Linked DNA regions of Gossypium hirsutum: region 2 is linked to region 1. The links are chromatin contacts, called in public Hi-C maps. All regions are on one chromosome and are shown on one strand. The core of a region is the stretch at or near the end of the contact, and the rest is flanking DNA. Distances in the headings are between cores, read along the strand shown.

Region 1 (5,281 bases), core at 1,424-3,923:
TCGGCCAGGAAGCCAATTACACGATAGCTAACCGAATTTACCATGTACTTCATACATCACACGGATGGACCAATAATCACAAGGCTTTTACAAAAACATTCTCGTGTAAAGCATGAACTCACAATATCATGAAGTCAATGCTTATAAACTTATGTACATACTTGTGCTAATTCGTAATACTTACATGCACTTTCTCTTCTTTGACATACCCATTGAATTTCCCATTGAACCACTTGGAATACTAAAGGATACTTGAGAATCTCGTCCACACAGTACCGTACCACTACCTTATCCCAGATATGGTCTTACATGTAATCTCGTATTGATGCCAATAGCACAAATATGGTCTTATAAGAAGTCTCATATCGATTCCTTATCCCAAATATGGTCTTACACGTAATCTCAATAACCCTAATGTCATGACATTTGTATCCTATCTATTCCTAAGGTTCAACCGGGACTTTTCTTATATCGAATCTCTGTCGGTCATTTCCAATATCGTACTCAATAGCATTCACATTTCATTTCAATAATATAGCATTTACCACAATTATACCAATTAAGCATTTATACATATATAATTTAATGCTTATTAAAGGCATAAAAATGGCGAAAAGGACCTAACTGTCAAATACTTGTTTCTCCCCCGTTCTAATTCCAAACCTCATTTTTCTTGATCTATAATATCACATTTAACTTGTTTAATCATTATATTATTCAAATCAGCCCAAAATCATATTATGGTAAAAATTACATTTTTGCCCTTAAAGTTTCACATTTTTATATTTTAGTCCCTAGGCTCGTAAAATGAAATGTACTCAATTTCTTCAATACCCATGCCTAGCCGAACCTTATAAATGTTTATAGAAGCCCACATTCTTCTTTTATTCACATTTTAACACCTATTTTACAACTTTTTACAAATAGGTCTTTTTTAAGAATTTTCATCGAAAATCACTTGGCAAAAGTCATTTATCTAACAACTAACATGCATTTTCTACCATTAAACATCAAAATACATACATGTTCAACATGGGTCAAACCCTAGACCTTCAACCATTTCTCAAATTAGTACTAGAAATAGGTAGATCATGTTACAAGGATTTAAAAAACATAAAAATCAATAAAAACGAGGCTAGAACGGACTTACAATTGAGCTTGGAAGCTTGAAAAACCCTAGCCATGGTTTCCTTTTGTGAATTTCATCCATGGGAGGAAGATGGACAAAAAATTGCTTTTATTTTGCCTTTTTAATTCATTTAATTACCAAATTACTAAAATACCCTTAATGAAAAACTTTAGAAACATACCTAACCATGTCCATTTTTTGTCCACCAACTTAACCAATGGTCTGATTATCATTTAAGGACCTCCAATTTAGAATTTCATAACAATTTGACACCTTTAACCTATAGAACTCACATTTTGCAATTATTACAATTTAGTTCTTTTGACCAAATTGAGTGCCCAAACGTCAACATTTTTAACGAAATTTTCATGAAATCATTCCATAAAATTGTAGACCATAAAAATATAATAAAAATAAATTTTTCTATGTCAGATTCATGGTCCCCAAACCACTGTTCCGACTAGACCCAAAATCGGGCTGTTATATTTTGTGTCTGTTTGATTTGTAAACTCTGATAATACTCTATAACCCTATTTTTCAACAAATTTAGGTTAGGGTGTTACATTTATTGGTATCAGAGCTACGGTTTAGTCGGTTTTTGGACTGAATATAGCATGTGTGAAGTCTAGAAATACATATTGTTATATAACTTCTGATAATGTGGTATCTCCCGACTCTAATGAGATTTGTTTTAGTTATAGACAGAGATGTTTTCCAACCGAGCTAATTTCGATAATGCTGAAAGCGATACTCAAGTATCTGATTAGAAAGTTACTTATGATGAGTCGAGACTCATAAAGGTATGAATAAATGTTTATAATGATTATGTTGATGATAAATGTTATGTTATATGTGTGTATATATGAGAGTCAAATTTTGAGGCTTTACGATCTTCACCCCCTCATCAGTACAGTCTTATACAATAAAATTCTCAAAATTTAGATTGACTAAGCTCGCAAGTGTGAAACCGAAGAGTTTTGTTGTTGAATGGTTAATAATGCGATCAGAGTTGAGAATGGGGTAACAAGTAAAGATAGTTTTAGAAGGGATATCAGATTTTTTCTGAAGATCATTCGGATTAAACAATATCGCTATTAAAGAAGACGTTAATCTCGACTAATCGACTTATTTAGGTATGACATCTAAAGAACGGGTTAACCAGAATTTATTCTGAATTAATTTCTTTACTGAATGGGATAATGTGGGATTATTGATGATTGTACTAGTCAGTGGTATAATATTTGAATTGTAAAGATATTTTAATGCAGTTGTTATAGTTGAGTATTTAACAACGATCTCCTATGGGTATTTTGTATGTTCTTTTATTCTAAGAAATATATGTAACCTTAAATAATAAACATTAAAACCCTAAACGAATAACAATCAACTAATTTAATTGATAATCTTTAAATAATTTAATGATTAATTTATAATTTTTAAAAATTAAGTGAGTTTACTCGATAAAAAAAAAACCATTGTTACTTTTACATGGTCCCACGCTCCCCCACTCCTCGCTTTTCATCACTGCCACTGCAAAGTGCCACCAACGTGGCTCCCTTTATTCTTAACCGTTCGTTTGTCCTGGATTCCTTCAATCCACACATGTTCCTTTTATTCCTTCTCATCTGATTATGAAACATACAAAACCCTAAACGAATCATCAGGAAAACAGAGGTGCCGCTTCTTTTGCACTTTCTTTTCCTCACATTTTCATCTTACTTTGTATTAGAGGAGGTAAAACTAAAACATAAAGTTCTCTTTCATTTCTCTTTTCTCAGAAAAATATATATATAATATATTTGGTGCTCTCTATCTTTGCCACAAAAAGGGTTATCTTTAGGGTTTTCTGTCTTCCTAACTTCTAACCTTTTTTGTGTGATTTTCTTCGCAGCCAAACAGCTATTAAGAGCAAATGGCAGATTCGACGGTCATCAACGGCGAAGTGGAGAATCAGATGGCGGACAATTTCTACGACGCTGATGAAGCCAAATTCACTGAACAGGATAGCAAAATTAAAGCGCTTGAAAGTGAGAAGCTGGACCTGAGCAACGAGAACAAAGAGTTGAAGGAGAAGGTGAAAAAGGCGACCTTAGAAATTGATCAACTGCGAAACAAGGAAGAAGAAATGAGGCAAGAAATGGATAACTGGGACGAAGATAAGAAGGTCCTGAAATCAGTTGCCACGAGATCGGCTGATCTCGAAACCGAGGTTGCGAGGCTTCAACATGATCTGATCACTTCGATGAGTGATGCAGATGAAGCGAACAAGCAGTCGATGGAGTTGAAGAGAGAATTGGAAGAGAAAGGGTTGGAGATTAAGAGATTGGACAAGGAAATCACTGAACTGAAGAAAGAGAAAGTTGAGAGCGAGAAGAGAGAGAGGGAGTTGGAGAGGAAATTAGGGGTTCTAGAAGTGAGGGAATCGGAGGAGAGGAGCAAAAATGTTAGGATGGAAGAGGAGCTGAGGCAACAGCTGGATGTATTCGAGAATAAAGTTAAGGACCTGGAAGCAGAGGTGGCGAGAACGAGGGTTGAACTGGAGACGACTAAGGAAGAACAACGAGAATCCGAGGAGAGAGCGATGGGCTTCAAGTTAAAGTTGTTGGAATTGAAGGAGGAGGTAGAGAAGAAGGCTGCCGAGGGTATCAATGGGAAATCAAGAGAGATTGTTGAGACTGCTGAGAGTAAAGAGAAAGGGCTAAATGTGCCGCCGCTTGTGGCAGCAGGATCGGCTGCAGCTATCTTTGTTGCGGTTGCTGCGGTGTATCTTTGCTGTAGGAAGCGGTCGTAATTGATGATTACTGGTGCATGATCATCGGGCTTAGGATTTTATTATACGAATAATGAATCTGGGTTCAATTTTTGATAGGTACTGGGATTTTCAATTTTCTGCCCATGAATCTCACTTTCTTCTACTACTATATACTTATGTTGTTTGCTAGTTGGCAATTATAATTTTGAAAACCAGTGTGGCACTTCCATTTAGTTTTTGAAGGAATTTCTGCAGTTTGACTTGATGCCTTAAGGGCACTGTTATGTTTTCTTTGTTTTATTTTGTTATTGTGAATTTGAAGTAGTCCTAATCACCCTTCCTTGCCTTTCGGTTTTTCTGTTTTTGAACTAGCCTTCTGGTTTATTCAGTTGCAATGTTATTTGAATTTTGCATATGGAATATATTTATTAAAATGACAAAATTGTATGATGTTTTTTTATTATTTAAATTGTATAAATTATTATTGATTTATAGAGAGACAAAAATATTTTCTTGTTTTTGATAATTTTCTATGTTGGGACTCGATTGATATCAAGGATATTATTATAGTAGACATATGTTTGCTTATTTTTCTAATATGTTAGACACCAAACATAAAAGATTTGCTTAGTCATTTGATCATCCCTTTGCCAATTGTCTTAGTTATAATATTAGTCCAAATATAGCACCCCTCTTATTCGACTCAATGTCGAATTCGGATAAGTAACTTTGCATTTGATGCTCAAATATTAATTGACAGTCCATGCATTTCAACTTCTCAGTTCAAGTGTAAGTAGTTCTTAAAATCGACAATAAAGGTTTTTGTTCAAGCAAACAAAATTAAAGCTTCACTTCAAGTGAAACGGTATTGATATCTTTTGGGGAGGTATCAATATTTTAAGGGATGGATATTGATACTGAACCCTTCTCAAAAGTCCAATTAGATATTAACTTGGAAGGTTATGGTGCCTATTCTTCAAATATCGGTACATGAATTAAGAGTATTGATACCACATGATAGAGTGTTGGTACCAATGTCCTCTCAAAGGCTCAAGTAGATACTCACTTAGCAAGAATTGGTACTCTGTTTTAGGTATCGTTACTTGGGTGTAATACATTCCAAGACAACAATTATAGGTCATCTTTTAGGCTAGAAAACCGTACCAAATCTTGATACACACTAGCATGCTTGTTAAGACTCTAAACTCAACTAAAACCTTTTTAAATACATTAAACACTAGCAATCCATCACTTATCAACCAAGCAGACTAAGTATCTCTTTTCTATGGCAACCTTAACTAGATGACTAACCTTACTTAGGTAAAAGAGCAAACATTAAAACCATACATACTTTAGTCATCATGGTAAACATAACTACAAACAATTAACATGGCATCATT
Region 2 (5,281 bases), core at 1,727-4,226, 600 kb before region 1:
AATTCACATTTCTGTCAGCAAGTACTGGTGCAAACTTTTATCGGTTTCGGTTTCTTAAATCAAATGTTAAGAGTTGGAAAGGAGTTACTGATAGTTTTAGGCTTTGTATAAAAAATAAAACACTGATAACCGACCACATAAACTGAAATGATAGTTCCCTGATTGTATTGAGCTGAACTTCACTGAATTTTGTAGGTTGCTTTGGTTTTTTCAGTTATCAGCAATTAATGCTAACCCCTAAGACCTACATATGTTTAACATGGAATTCAAAATTTTTTTGAACATGTTAAATTATTTCACAGAAATTTTTTTTTTTTCAAAAATTTTAGCTAATCTACAAATTTTTTGTATGAAAATCTCAAATAGTTAAGATTAAACTTAGAAACTGTATTGCATCGTGTGGATGTTTAACAAATTTGAATAAGAGGTATTAGTTTGAAATATCTTCAATGTGAGCCAATCTGGTAGTGATAGCTGTAATTAGGGCAATAACTCGGTTAATGCGGGTAAATCATTTTATGTTGTGGGGCCATTTAATGATGGGGCAAATGTGATGACATTTTTGCTTTGGTTTTTCATTTTTCCACTTTTTACAAGTTTTTGGTGATTATTGATTGTCAAATGGCAGAGCAAATAGTGGATCTGATTTTCAGTCTATTGATTCATGGTTATCGGGAAAAGAAGCTTACAAGTTTTATCACTTGAAAAATGTTTCTCAGGTATGATTTACATAGATGCACATCCAGTATATTAGTTCTTGTTTATGACTGCCCACAATAAGGGAAAAGAAAATTGTGTTTGTTAACGATTCTTAGCTAGTAAAATAAAAACATTATTTGCCTGCATAGAGTTTATCATATTACATGCAATGATTAATCTTGAAATTTTTGAAATTATCAGATGCATGGTTTAAAGTATGTCAATGGTTGATTGATCAAAAGCATTATATTACATTTTATAGTCTAAACATTAGCCTGGCCTTGACATGGGTCGTAATGATATGTTCAGTCGCTTACTAGTGTAATAACTTGTTTGTTATTGGGAATTACTTTAAACTTCTCTCATATGTGGTGTTTCATCGTCCTCTATCCTGCGTTTATTAACTACATCACCTATCCTCATTTCTTCTGATTTCTATATTCTTGTATTTTCAGCTACGGATGAATGATATTCCGAAACTGCTTGCTGAATACAAAAAGATTCTACCTGAGCAAAACGCATCTGGCCCGAGAGCTGGATTCGAGGAACAAGTTTTGTGAAAAAGATAAGTTTGATATAAGGCAAACAAAGTAGAAATGAATGACATTAGGGTTTCAAGTTTCATTTCTGTGGATATCACTTTGATTTTATGTTCATGTGACCGGTTTTAACTTGAACAAGATATGTTTTATTAAACCATAAAAATAATAACACATTTAAATATGAATGGTGCATGCTTTAGATTCGTTTGTGTTTAAGATTCTGAAGTAATTTATATTGCATTTATATTTACATGATTGATAGAGGAAAAGAAATTGCGATGCATACTTGTTAAGGTTTACTATTCTGCGTTAAAATCATAATAGACAAGAATTGTGTGGAACCGGAAACATTTTTCGATTTTTGTTTTTGTTTTTTACAGAAGTATTTGGTCAATGATAATTAAAAAATAAATTCTTTGTCTTCCATTTTTAAATGGTAAATTCTAGAAAATAGTTCTTTAGGAGCCTGATTTTCTAAATCAATACTAGTAAATATTATGGAGTAATATATAATCTATAACGTAATTAATAAAATGTTGAATTTAAAACTAACAAACTAACGATCATATGATAAAAAATATTGTTCAATGCTTAAATAATTCTTTTTATGTGAATGTAAAAAATAATGTTATTAGTCTATATTTTGACATGTATTCTCTGTCTGTTTTTAGACACGAATTTTTTTTTCTTAATTTTCTTCTCTTTCTAGCCGCTTTTCTTGATTATATTTTAATTTTTTCCTTTGTTTTGGTGTGATAGTTGAGTCGGCTTTTTTTTTTTTTAAGTTATGGATGAGGGGTTAGCCAATTTGAGTTTAATGGATGAGGAGGAGGAGACGTTTCATGAGGAAGTTGTGGTGGTGGATCAGAACTATCAGTTTTGTTTGGTTGGGTGATGTCTAACTAATAGTGTTGTCTATTTTCCTTCTCTATGTAATACCATGGTTGATCTTTGGCATCCTATTGGAGGGATTTGTATCTCGGATCTAGGGGACATGGTTTCTTTTTCAATTTTTTCATGATGTTGACGTCCAAAGGGTGCTTCTTGGTACACCATGGTTTTTCAATAGCCATTTGCTTATTCTACAAAAAGTCCAAAGTAGAGAAGATCCGTCAGTTATATCGTTAAATTTTATTGAATTTTGGGTCCAATTACACGATTTGCCTCTAGGTTTGATGACGGAAATGATGGCTAAGCAATTTGGTGCTATTTTGGGTCCAAAAATTTTATGCGTATTCATATTCGACTGGATGTATCTATTCTGTTGAAAAGAAAGAAAAAGATCCAGATCGTAAAGAAATGACTGTTTATGTTAACTTTCAATATGAGAAATGGAGTCTATTTTGTTTCATTTGTGATAAACTAGGGCATGGTGAGAGTTACTGTCCTTTTCGTCTTCAAATTGACCTATCTAAAATTATTTTTGGCTGGAATATATCTTTGTGTGTGGTGGCGTGCTAGTGGAATACCACTGTGAGTAGGTGGGTCTGTGAAGTTAACGGATTACTGTGTAGTAGTGTGGATATAGAAAGAATCAATCAGAGCAGTAATTTAAGATGGATGAGTGATGCTGGGCGAAACTTAAGAGGGAATTGGGAACAAAATCTTTAAATCCCAATTTAATTCCCTTGGAATCTAGTCAACAGATTCAAAATAAAGGGCATGACAGTTGGCATAATCTGGGCAGTGGCGGTTCGAATGGAAATGGGTTTGAAAATGGGCCCACAGATCTGATGTTGGTTGAGGAAAATGATTCATTAATTTCTTTGGAAGGAAAGAAATGTCAAAGGATAGTGGAGGGTTCAACAACTCTCATGGGAAACAATTTTGAGGGAGGCTTTTTTGATTTAACGGCTAGCTCTGTTGAACAGAGTAGCCAAATGCAATAAAAATCTTAAGTTGGAACGTTCGTGGTTTGGGGAGATCACGAACTATTAATAGGTTTAGGAACAAATTTAGAGCCATTAATCCCCAGATTTTGTTTCTTATGGAAACAAAATTTTGTTCTAAAACGATGGAAATGATTAGATTGAAATGCGGTTTTGAACATGGGATTGATATCGGGCCGATAGGTTCAAAAGGTGGTCTATTTTTTAGTTGGAAAGGGAATTCGTTGATTTGGCTTAAGAGTTTCTCTTATTTTCATATTAATGTTGAGGTCCATGACAATGAATGTGGTGACGTTTGGCGGCTAATGTTGTTTTATGGGAATCCGGATGAAAGGAATAGAGGCGGGTCGTGGGAATTACTTAGACAGTTGGGACATGACCAAATGATCCCATGGGTTGTGATGGGGGATTTCAATGAGACCACAAATTCTTTTGAAAAAAAGGTGGTCGTCTTAGATCAAAACGGTAGATGAATGAGTTTCAAACCACATTGGATAATTGCAAGCTCAATGATTTAAGTTATATTGGTAGGCGGTTTACGTGGGAGTGAGGAAGGTTTTTGTCAACAAATATAAGGGAAAGATTTGATCGGGGAGTTGCATCTTTGGATTGGATGAATCTTTTTCCAAGCTACTAGGTGGAGCATTTGAGCCATTGTTTCTCGAATCATTGTCCTATTCTCTTGGATACCACTGGAATGCGAATGAATGATCAGTGTAATGGAGCCAGACTTTTTCGTTTTGAGGCGAAATGGTGTTTAGAAAGTTCTTTTGAGGAGAAGGTAAAAAGGAATTGGGCTATTTTTTTAGGAAGCATCCCAGATAAGCTTGATAAAATGGGCCAGCAGCTTCAGCAATGGTGTTGATCCAGAAATGAAGAGAAAAAAAAATTCGTGTAGATTTAGAAAGATTATATTATCTTTACAATCAAGATCCAATTGATGAGATCTTAGTCGAAATCACGGATGTTCAACTAGGTCTTAATTTGGAGGCTGGTCAAGAAAAAAATTTTGGGGGATAAAAAGCCTGCGTCAATCGTTGAAAAATGGGGATCGGAATACCAGTTTTTCATAAAGTGGCTGTTCAACAACAACCGTGGTCAAATTACTGGGTTAGAAGGGGAGAATGGCAAATGGTTCTCTACAACCGATAAGATGTTATAGCTCGCTTCGGATTATTTTGGTAATTTATTTTCGGCCTCTAAAATAGGTGCTGATGAACATTTGTTTGGGTTAGTGGAGAAAAAGATTACTATGAGTATGAATGATAAATTGCTTAAACAGTTCACTGAGGAGGATATTGGCTATGCTGTCAAGTCAATGGCACCTTTGAAGGCTCCCGGCATCGACAGTTTTCCCGTAATTTTTTTCCAAAGGTTCTGGCATATTATTAGGTCTGATATTTCTAATTACTGTTTATCTATTCTGAATGGTGAATCTGAAATAGGAGAGATTAATAAAACCCGCATTCTTTTGATTCCTAAAGTTTAGAAACCAAAAAATTTCTCACAATTTCGACCTATAAGTCTTTGTAACGTAGTTTACAAAATTATTGCGAAAGTCTTAATGGATCGTATGAGTGCAATTTTGGGAAGTTGTATAAATAAAGCTCAAGGGGCTTTCATCCCAAGAAGACATATTTCGGATAATGTGTTAATTGCTTATGAGGTTTTTCACTCCTTTAAAATGAATAAGAAAGGTAAAAAAGGGAATTTTGCGCTTAAATTCGATATGAGTAAAACATACGATCATGTTGAGTAGAATTTTTGGCTGGAATGATGACTCGTTTGGGTTTTCATACTGATAAAGTTATCTTTATTATGAGATATGTTTGTTCTGTCTCCTATTCCGTGAGTCTTAATAGGTCTAATAGTGATTGGTTCTCACCTTCGCGAGGTTTAAGATAGGGCGATCCACTCAGCCCTTATCTCTTTTTAATTTGTGCTAAGGGTTCTTCTACACTGCTTAATGAAGGCAAACATAAAGGGCTGATGAAGGGTGCTCCTATTGGAAGGGAAAGACATTCGATTAACCACTTGTTTTTTGTGGATAACTGCAATTTTTTTTGGGATGCCTCAAGTGAGGGAGCTAGTGTGGTTTGAAATATTATTCAGGAGTATGACATGGTTTCGGGACGACGAGTGAATTTCGAT

Evidence for each region. A called contact is a pair of places that touch in the nucleus more often than the background predicts.
Region 2: a Hi-C map of leaf shows a contact between it and region 1, with 2.1 times the contacts expected there. The contact joins the enhancer-like site here to the promoter of LOC107901065 in region 1. A contact is called at or near these places in 4 of 34 Hi-C or Micro-C datasets (hypocotyl and leaf).

What each region holds. Positions count from the first base shown.
Region 1 is chrA12:66,692,040-66,697,320 of Gossypium_hirsutum_v2.1, reverse strand. It overlaps LOC107901065 (peroxisomal and mitochondrial division factor 2), which reads left to right and starts at 2,673. Exons shown (of 2, transcript XM_016826913.2): 1 at 2,673-2,863; 2 at 3,021-4,146. The coding sequence starts at 3,042. The coding sequence ends at 3,920.
Region 2 is chrA12:67,289,311-67,294,591 of Gossypium_hirsutum_v2.1, reverse strand. It overlaps the pseudogene LOC107955770. Among protein-coding and RNA genes, the nearest start is that of LOC107952781, 5.0 kb to the right of the region's middle. Within about 2 kb of position 2,976, at least 1 of the 9 cell types and tissues checked has an H3K27ac peak or open chromatin away from gene starts, as enhancers often do. A contact at or near this core is called in leaf, where this site is marked.